2 separate regions of the Mus musculus genome follow, and region 2 is linked to region 1. A link is a contact called in public Hi-C data. All regions are on one chromosome and are shown on one strand. Each heading gives the region's core, a stretch centred on a gene start, on an enhancer-like site or on the middle of the called end of the contact. The rest is flanking DNA. Distances are from core to core; before and after follow the strand shown.

Region 1 (4,807 bases), core at 859-3,358:
GATCAGATGAAGCAACTTTAGTCTAAGAAAAATTAAGGTCCTCTTTCTGGATTATGCATTAAAATGTTATAACTGAAAGTCAATCTTCACTCAAAACAAAACTGAATGAGGCAAAGTTCTTCTTTGGTGAGTGACAAACTAAAATTATTTTGTGATATAAGACAAAGACGAATATATAAAGAATCCCTGGCCAATTGATGAAAAAGTCAAATAGCCTGAATGAAGAGAAATTGGCAAGTTTATAATTACATTTGTTTTATTCATTTAAATTTATTCGGGGGGGGGGGTCTTGTGCTTGTCCTGGTGCATTCTGAGGACCCTTGGAAAAGGAGATTCTCTCCTTCCACTGTGTCTGTCCAGAGGACTGATCTCTCCTCACCGGGCTTGTAGGCAAGTGCTCTTACAAGCTAAGCCATCTTGGTAGTTCTAATTGGCATATATTTTAATCCATAAGAATTTTTTGTAAGCACTCATTCTAACTTGAAAGGAAAGAAATGCAAGTTGAGGCAATAAGATCTACATTTACCCAGTGATGAAATGTTTAAAAGGTTACTGTTCAGGACTATGGAGGGCTGGACAAACGTGTCATTTATGCACTGCTGCATTCATACCAATAAGTGCAGCTTCGGAACATCAGTGTACCAATATGTCAAAAACCTTAAAGTAGAACTGTCCTTACTGTGATACAAGAATGAAGAAGAATCGAGCTAAATGTTCACTTGGAGGGTTGAAATAAATACATTTCTGTGTCTGTGTTCAGTTAAGGATGACCCAGTAATTCTGAACTAGTTCAACTTGATCCTTGAAAGCTGATTGGGGAAGAAGGGGAATAAAAAAAGAAGCAGACACACATACAGAAAAGTTGGGATCCAATGGGTTGTGCTCTCTCTGGAAGGGCAGCACCAACTACTGCAGCAAGCAATGATAGAATCTCGAGGCTTTCCTTATGGACACCACAAGCACAAGGGGAAATGAGCTAGACGCAGGAGGAGGCCCCTGTAGGTGTGAAACCACAGACTGCACTCATCTAGGAACTGGAAGCTATGTTTGCTAGTGTCTGCACATACTGGCAACATTCGCACTCAAGCCAATGGAAGGCTTTGTCATCTTTCCAAGCTTCATGCTAAGGAGAAGGCATTGGCATTTCCATGGGCCTTAAAGCCTTGAGATTAACATGTTGAACAACACACAGTGGCCACAAGGCTTCCTCCACTCCCAAAACAGTAACAAGTTGTAAGTCAAAACAGATTTAATGCCAAAGAAAAGATTATAAAATTTCAATCGTTAGAAAAGATGCTACTGCATGATTTAATAAATCAGTCAATGAATAACACACATGTAAAAGAAAGATATTATGAAAGTAACATCATGATTAATTTTTTATTTATTTTCTGTTTTCTAATTGTTTTGCTAGTGAACAGGTATTAGCTATAGATATAACCTGGTTGATTTACACACAATGAAGTGTCCATGAGGACAAATCTGACTTGTCAGTGTGGAGGAGGGAATGTGTATACTGGAGGAATATTCAGTGCCTTGCCCCAGGATTTCTTCTTCGAGCCTTCTGAAAGGCAGACTCTGCTCACCAAATGCCACTTCTCTGAAAACAGAACAAAGGACCAAAAAATGAAGCAAGTCACCAAAGAAAACTAACAAGGAGATTTTAAGCAGGCAGGAGAGGGCATCCAGAGTCCTCTCAGCTCTTAAGCATGACTTGGGTTGCTGAAGCGGAGTCGCTGGCTGAAGTGCCATCGGTTAGTCCCTGATTAATTAGTAATCAGGACAGGGATGATGGTGTTTCTTCTTCAGAGTCAGTAATTATCATTCTCAACACAGAATTCAACATTTGGTAAGCAGCAGGCACACCGCTGTCACCATTAAATCCTGTCCATGCTCCAAATCTATGTGAAGGCTTTAGTTGGGGAGAACCCTTGCAGGGATCTCTCCCTCAGCAGCCTCTTCTTGGACGCCTTTCTTTGGCTTCCTTCTTGTCTGCACTGGTAACATAACTGACTGCAGGAAAAAGCAAAGAATGAAAGGGCAGGGGTGTGTAGCTCTGAGAGTTTAAAAACTCACTCGTGGTTACTCAAAAAGAATGAGGGGAACTGTGAAAGGCTATTGTGTTGTAAGAAAGATTCCCACATGCTAGTGTGGAAAACATTTAAAGAGCTACCCTTCACCTTTTCAATCCTGAATACTGGGCCTGTAATGAAATATATGTGCACAATGGTCTAAAGCTGTGGTTTATCTGGGACCCATTAACAAAAGACTCTATAGGGAGAACACTTGTAATAACTTGCCTACCATACAGGCTGGGCAAGCAAGTAATCAAACTGCAAGTTAAAAATCCATGTTTCCAGTCTCACCGCTACCAAACAAGCAAACAATAAGTGAATGAATAAATGAATGAATGAAGAAACTAATGAGATGGCAACAATAAATGCAATTATAACTGCCTTGTCAGTAAAGGGATAGTCTAAGATGATACAGCTGTACATCCATGCACACACACAACAGTGTCCTGTGGAGGCCAAATGGCATGAGTGGCCCGTGTCCCTGGTGAGTGCCAATGCTGAGGTGCCATTCTCACCACAGAGCACACACAAATCTGGTCTCAATTGACACTTGTGTCCTTGTGCCCTTCCCTAGGATGGAGAAACCAGACGAGTTTAGTTTTTTGTTTGTTTGTTTGGTTGGTTGGTTGGTTGGTTGGTTGGTTGGTTGGTTGGTTTTGTCCATTTTGTTTTTGTGCATTAGTGTTTTGCGTGCATGTATATCTGTGTGAGGACATAAGATCCCCTGGAACTGGAGTGACAGGTAGTTATAAAATGCATGTGAGTGTTAAGAATTTGATGTGGGTCCTTTGGAAGAACATAGATCTTCACCATTAAGCCATCTCTCTAGCCCTATTTTTCATTAATTAGTTTACTTTTTTACACTCCATATTTTATTTCCCTGCCCTGTCCACCCTCTGACTGTTCCACATCCCATACCTCCTCCCCACCCCCATGGATGTCCCTGCCCTCAACACCACCAGACCTCTAAACTCTCTGGGGCCTCCAGTCACTTGAGGGTTAGGTGCATCATCTCTGAATGAACACAGACCCGACAGTCCTCTAATGTATGTGTGTTGGGGGCCTCATATCAGCTGGTGTACGCTGATATGTTTGGTGGTTGAGTGAGAAATTTCAGGAGTTCAGATTAATTGAGACTGGTGGTGTTCCTACAGGCTTGCCCTTCTCCTCAGCTTATTTCCCTAAATCAACAACAGGGGTCAGCTGCTTCTGTCCTTTGGTTGGGTGCAAATATCTGCATCTGACTCTTTCAGCCGTTTGCTGGGTCTTCCAGAGTGCGGTCATGCTAGGTCCCTTTTTGTGAGTGCTCGATGACCTCCCCTTGGGACCTCCCCTTGAGCTGTATCCCACTTTGGGCCTGTCGCTGGATCTTCTTTTCCTCAGGCTCATCTCCATTTCCATCCCTGTAATTCTTTCAGACAGGAACTATTATAGATCAGAGTTGAGATTGTGGTATTGCAACCCCATTCCTCACTTGATGTCCTGCCTTCCTGCCGGAGGTGGGCTCTATAAGTTCGTTCTCCCTACTGTCTGGCATTTCATCTAACACGACCTAACTTGTTCTATGAAGCCACAGTTATTCTGATACCTAAACCATACAAGGATCCAACCAAAAAAGAAGACTTCAGACCAATCTCACGTATGCATATAAAATTCTTGTAAACCGAATCCATGAACACATCAAAACCATCGTTCACCACAATCAAGTAGGCTTCATCACAGGAATTTAAGGTTGGTTTAATATAGGAAAAATCCATCAACATAATCCACTATATAAACAAACTCAAAGAAAAAAATCACATGATCATTTCCTTAGATGCAGAAAAAGCATTTGTCAAAATACAACAGCCCTTCATGTTAAAAGTATTGGAGCGATCAGGAATTCAAAGCCCAAACCTAAACATAATAAAAGCAATTTACTGCAAACCAACAGCCAATATCAAATTAAATGGAGACATCCTTGAAGCAATCCCACTGAAATCAAGGACAAGACAAGGATGCCCACTCTCCCCATATCTGTTCAATGTAGTACTCAAAGTGTTAGCTAGAACAATAAGACAGCAACAACAACAAAAGATCAGGGGGATAATAATTGGTAAAGAAAATATAAAGGTATCACTATTTGCAGATTATATGATAGTATACATAAGCAACCCCAAAAATTCTACCAGAGAACTTCTCCAGGTGATAAGAAACTTTAGAAAAGTGGCTGGATATAAAATTAACTCGAATAAATCAGTAGCCTTCCTTTATACAAATGATAAACAGGCTGAGAATGAAAACAGCTCCCTTCACAGTAGCCAAAAATAATATAAAATATCTTGGGGTAATGCTAGCCAAACAAGTGAAAGACCTGTATGATAATAACTTCAAGTCTCTCAAGAAATTAATCAAAGAATATCTCAGAAAATGGAGAGATCTCCCATGCTCATGGATTGGCAGAATCAATATAGTAAAAACAGCCATTCTACCAAAGGGAATCAATCTATAGATTCAATGCAATCCCCATCAAAATCCCAACACAATTCTTCAAGGTCATGGAAAGGTCAATTCTCAAATACATTTGGAAAGGCAAAAACAAAAAACAAAACAAAACAAAACAAAACAAAAAAACAGAATAGCAAAAACAATTCTTAACAATAAAAGAACAGCTGGAGGAATCACCACCCCTGACCTCAAGCTGTACTACAGAGCAATAGTCATAAAAACTGCATGGTATTGGTACAGAGACA
Region 2 (4,956 bases), core at 2,148-4,647, 130 kb after region 1:
AAAACTCATACCAAGGAGATGAACATGTATTTAATTTTATGCAAGAATTAACTCTCAGTTAAGTACCTAATAATACTGCAAGGCAAAGAACATCTCTTCGTTTTTCAGAGCTGGATATTGTGGATTTGTAATAGTCAATGCTGAGAACGCTACTGTGTCTAGGCACCCACCAGATATTGGCAAAATTATCTTTAGAGCCATTTCAGAATTTACTAGTCATCCTGTCCTAATCCCAAACAAAAAGTGATTTTTTTTTAAAAAACTGAAAACTTAAGCCAGCAACTAAAATAGTAATTTTTAATATCAAATATTCTAACATAATACAATCTAAAACACCACTATTTGATATTTACATGCCAAGGAATGATTGTAAGAAAATATGAAGTTTTCTATGGTCCAACATTTCTATAGCTTATATAAATTGTTTGCAATTCATGAGACACAGCAGTCTCCAATCTGTGTCAAGGTGATCCAGGCAGCAGTGACTAATGATGTAAGAGGTGACAGTAAGCTGTGTTCTGCACAGCACAGAGTTCCAAATCTAGGCTGTAGTGAAGTTACATGATACAACACAGGCAATCACTGGCATAAATACTTCATATTCATTATTTACTTGATTTTGAATTCATTTTTGTTAGTTGCACAATTTAGAATTCTTTGACTATTACCAAATTTTTCTACAACCCCCACATTTGTTATGTAACCTGTTCTGACGTTGTGACCGAGTTTACCAAGCTGTGTCCTACACTACAGAACACAGTATGGCAAAAGATATATACATACATGTACACATACCTCCACAGACTCCACACATACCAAGGAATGACTGTAAGATAATATAAAGCTTTCTACGGTCCAACATTTCTATAGCTTATATAAATTGTTTGCAATTCATGAGACACAGCAGTCTCCAATCTGTGTCAAGGTGATCCAGGGAATGGGTGGGCTGTACTAATTTAAACACAGATATTTTACTAAATATAGAGAAAATTCTAATTGCTGATCCTGGTCATACAAAATTAAAAAAAAAAAGATACAAGGTTTTCATCTTAAAAAGAGTGCAATTTTATCAGAAATATAACATTTAAACACAGAAAATGTACAATAGATAAATCTGAAAATTATATACTTACTTTGTCTAATTAATCTTTTGTCGGCAACTAAAACATTTTCGGCATCCACAATGATTACTTTCCCATCTCTTGGACCAACTGCAAAGTTGTCAAAGCTGACGTCCAGGAGGTAGAGTGCAAATTCAAAGTCATTGTTTGTAAGCTGCTCTGCTATCTCCATTAACTGCCAAGCAAGGTCAACTCTCTTCTCCCATGGTGCATTAAAATAACTCCACAGTTCTTCTCCAACATAATTTACAGCCACCATTCTTCCACAAGCTCCAAGATATTTTGCAAATGGCCAACCTTCATCAGATGGAAAACTCTACAAAAGAATTATCTTAATATTATAATACAGTCTGATGAAGTTACCTTGGGTCCCCCCCCGCCCCCGCACCCCAGAAGCTGACAGGGGATTCCTCCTAGGTACAGTTCAGTACAAATTTCATCTTCCCTCCTCACTCAAACCATTACCATAGACCTGAAAGAATGTGAAAAATGTTGTATTCGAAATCTGTGACAAGTACTACTTTTCACTATCTCAGAAACAAATTTACCAATACAAGGCAAGAGTCACTATCTTTGTACCAATTCTAAAAACATTTATACCTTTCTATATCTTTTTGATTTCTACACATACAAGCAATCAATGGTTTTCTTTAAATAAATAGTCTTGAAAAATACACCAACTAGTAATTATTTACCTGGTTAAGTACCTTGCTATGTAGGCAATAAAGACGAACTATAGAAGCTTTGTTTAGCTACAGGCTTTTATTTTAGAGGAACAGACACTGAACAAATCCTATGGTGTTAGTAACTACACTAAAGTTTGTACACTTCTAGAGGCCCTAACCAATCCAGAAGCAGTCAAGACAATGCTGGGAAGGATTATTGGATGCTTAACAATACCCAGGCCTGGGAAAGAGTACTCTGGTCTCAACGTGGCCTCCATTCTGAGCACCCACGGACTTGAGTTCGTCTTGTTTCAACCTTTTCCCCTTGCTCCAGCCTCAAAATTATTTTTTTTTCACATTAGTGGAGTTTTCTAATGGGCTTTTTAGCTACTAGGAAGATTCTAGTTCTAAATCAAAAGTAATGTCTTTAAAAGCATAAACAAGTCATTTTAAACGTAATTATCACCTAGATCTGCCCGTGATCCCATGCTGGGAATCCAACTCAAGGCTCTGTGCATGCCGGGCTTTACAAATGAGCAATGTCCCTGGCCCCATCAAAGATACTTTCTACCACTAAATATGCTGTAACCAAAATGAATACTGGAGAAAAACAAAAGATGGTTAGAAGTTAATATTACTTTCATGTGTAAGGTTGCAAGGCCAGGTTTGTGTCAGTCTTGTTCTTAGCTGGAAAAAAAAATATGAAATGATACTTAAACCAGCATTAAAGGAGTGAGATAAACCAGGAAGACGGCAAACCTTAAACCCCCCAGAGAAGGAGCTTCTATTTTCAAACTCTGGATAATCTACATACACCTGAAGAGGCAGAGGTATGGCCTTTCTTCTTTAAACAAACAAACCAACAACAACAACAGCAAAACCCAAAAAGCAAGGCTAATTTTGCCTCAACTTTTAATTGTACAGATTGTCTCTAAAGTCCTCATGCTAGAAGAGAGACAACTTTAGAACACATTCTCACTTTGCACCCCCTTTAAGTCTAAGTATACACAACCACCATACTTTGCATATATAACTTTTACAAGTATTCTATGACAAAATACTACTTATATGAAAAGAGATCATGGATCTTAAATATAGTAAATTAATAAATTCACTTTGGGGGCAGAGACAAGAGCTACTTAGTCTTTAGAAATTAGAGGTAAATGTGTTTTTAATCCTTAACAATATTTTTATTTCTCTTGGGAGCTGAGAAAAGTGACAGACAGATCACTCACGTGAAACGTGCGGTGCAAAAACTGTTCACAAACCACACAGTTTCAACTTTCCTCTCTATTTAAAATATCTCATGACCTTGACATTTTTTGTTAGACAAATGGCTACAATCGACTTGCCTATTTATAAGAAGTGTGAATGCATTCTGACGTAAAAATGGAACACTAAAAGTTTAATAAGTATGTGGGATCACATTATTTTATCATGTAAAAAGAAAAACAAAACCATCTCCATTCAGCGTACTATTCACACGCCATATTGTAGAACAGACACAAGCACATCTTTGTGAAAATAAAATGGTCTTTGACAACAAGAGAAAGGGGATCCCTGCCAACATCTGCACATGTACAAATGCCTCCTTGTTTTTGGAACCTTTCCAACTGGCAAAGGACAGTCAAATGTACACTTCATTACCCGCCCCTCATAGAAGAGGGCAAAATAGATGAACAAATGTCATATTGAGCAACTTTTACATTAGCATTGTGACTGCTCATGATTTCTAACTGACGTCGTATGCCTCGCTTTAAGAGACAATTCTTTCGTGTAGCTTGCTACCTACTCTTTTGGAAGAGCTTTCATCACTGAAGTCACACCATTTGCTTATAAGACAGCACTATTTCACTATATAATCAAAGCACTATTCATTAATGAGAACAGATTTTTATTAAACACGTTGTGGTACAAAAGAACAAAAAAATAAAAAAACAAAAAATGGCTCAGGGTTGGAAGCCAAGTTTAAAACAACCCTGGCGTACAAACAAAATACCATAGCCAAGCAGAATTTGAAAGACATTTTGAATTCATTAGAGCTTGGATTTGTTAAATATAAAGTAATATTGAAAACAAGGGTTTTTTTTTTTCCTGATTAGCAAACTCTTACAGATATAAAACACAGTAGCTGGGATTAAAAAGTTTATTATGGAGGCCTAGATTTCCTTACTTAAAACAAAAATCTGGAGACCAGATATTCAAATTATCTGAAACCAAAGAGTTTCATTTAATCTGAAATATGCAATTATTTTACTTATTTACTATGTACAATTGAAAAATGTGCAAGTGCTTCCCAAACGAAGGCAAATTTTCAGACTTAGAACAGTACGACAGATGCAGCAGGTCCTCTCAACTTTTTATAAATGTTTGTAAATTATTATATGTATAAAATATAGACTATCGATGATATAAAAGTAAAGACTGCATAAAGGTAGAAGATAGTTGTAAACCTATATATTTGTTTTTCTATCAATGTACTTTAAAAATTAAATTAGTGACAGCACAAAGACAATGCTAGAATATTAATGTAAACATATAAATTATTTGTATGTAGCATATGGTGCAATGATAGAACACTTATACTTTATGTGTGAGGCCCTGGAAATGACTAAGATGCAGAATTTTACTAAGGTCATCCTCTATTCTACAAAAACAAAACAAAACAAGAGGAAAAAAACCATGGAGCTCATACATGATTCACACACAAAGATTATGGGAATTGGCTGTAACGCAGGTATGTAATATTTTCTATATATAACATACAGTCTTCAACAGAACTCCTACACTAAATGGAAAATATTACACAGCATATGAGAATAAGGAGTTTGAAATTATAAGGCAAAACTCAGATGCCCGCCTCAATCTCTACCTCTCAATACCTGAACATAATTCTTCCCCCAACTCCATACTCCCAGACAAGCTACTACTCCCATGTGCTACAGTTTCATGGGCATTTGTTTTCACTAAGAACACAGTTTCATACCTTAGCATACACCTGGGATGCTCTTACCACATTGACAGTCAGTCAGTCTAATAAACACACTTAGGGTTGGCTTAAATAGAGACCACGGAGGGGGAATAACCCTGCACTGGTCTGTATCATAACACCTGCTTGAGGAATGCTGCTATGTGCTAACAGCACAGGTTATGTAGTTACCTTTATAAAA

The links. Hi-C and Micro-C count contacts between places; a contact is called where the count stands out from the background.
Region 2: a contact with region 1 is called in a Hi-C map of cerebellar granule neurons, with 4 times the contacts expected there. The contact joins two enhancer-like sites. A contact is called at or near these places in 1 of 39 promoter capture datasets (liver), 6 of 484 Hi-C or Micro-C datasets (the AML12 cell line, cerebellar granule neurons, cerebellum and 3 more), 2 of 115 datasets of contacts at active chromatin or transcription factors (the SCID.adh cell line and neural progenitor cells) and 1 of 9 other capture datasets (pancreatic islet).

What each region holds. Positions count from the first base shown.
Region 1 is chr9:94,393,558-94,398,364 of GRCm38.p6, forward strand. No RefSeq gene overlaps it. Among named protein-coding and RNA genes, the nearest start is that of Gm46148, 77 kb to the right of the region's middle. Within about 2 kb of position 2,109, at least 9 of the 459 cell types and tissues checked have an H3K27ac peak or open chromatin away from gene starts, as enhancers often do. A contact at or near this core is called in cerebellar granule neurons and cerebellum, where this site is marked.
Region 2 is chr9:94,523,259-94,528,214 of GRCm38.p6, forward strand. It overlaps Dipk2a (divergent protein kinase domain 2A), which reads right to left. Exons shown (of 3, transcript NM_001033145.2): 2 at 1,134-1,437. Among named protein-coding and RNA genes, the nearest start is that of Dipk2a, 12 kb to the right of the region's middle. Within about 2 kb of position 3,398, at least 30 of the 459 cell types and tissues checked have an H3K27ac peak or open chromatin away from gene starts, as enhancers often do. A contact at or near this core is called in cerebellar granule neurons and cerebellum, where this site is marked.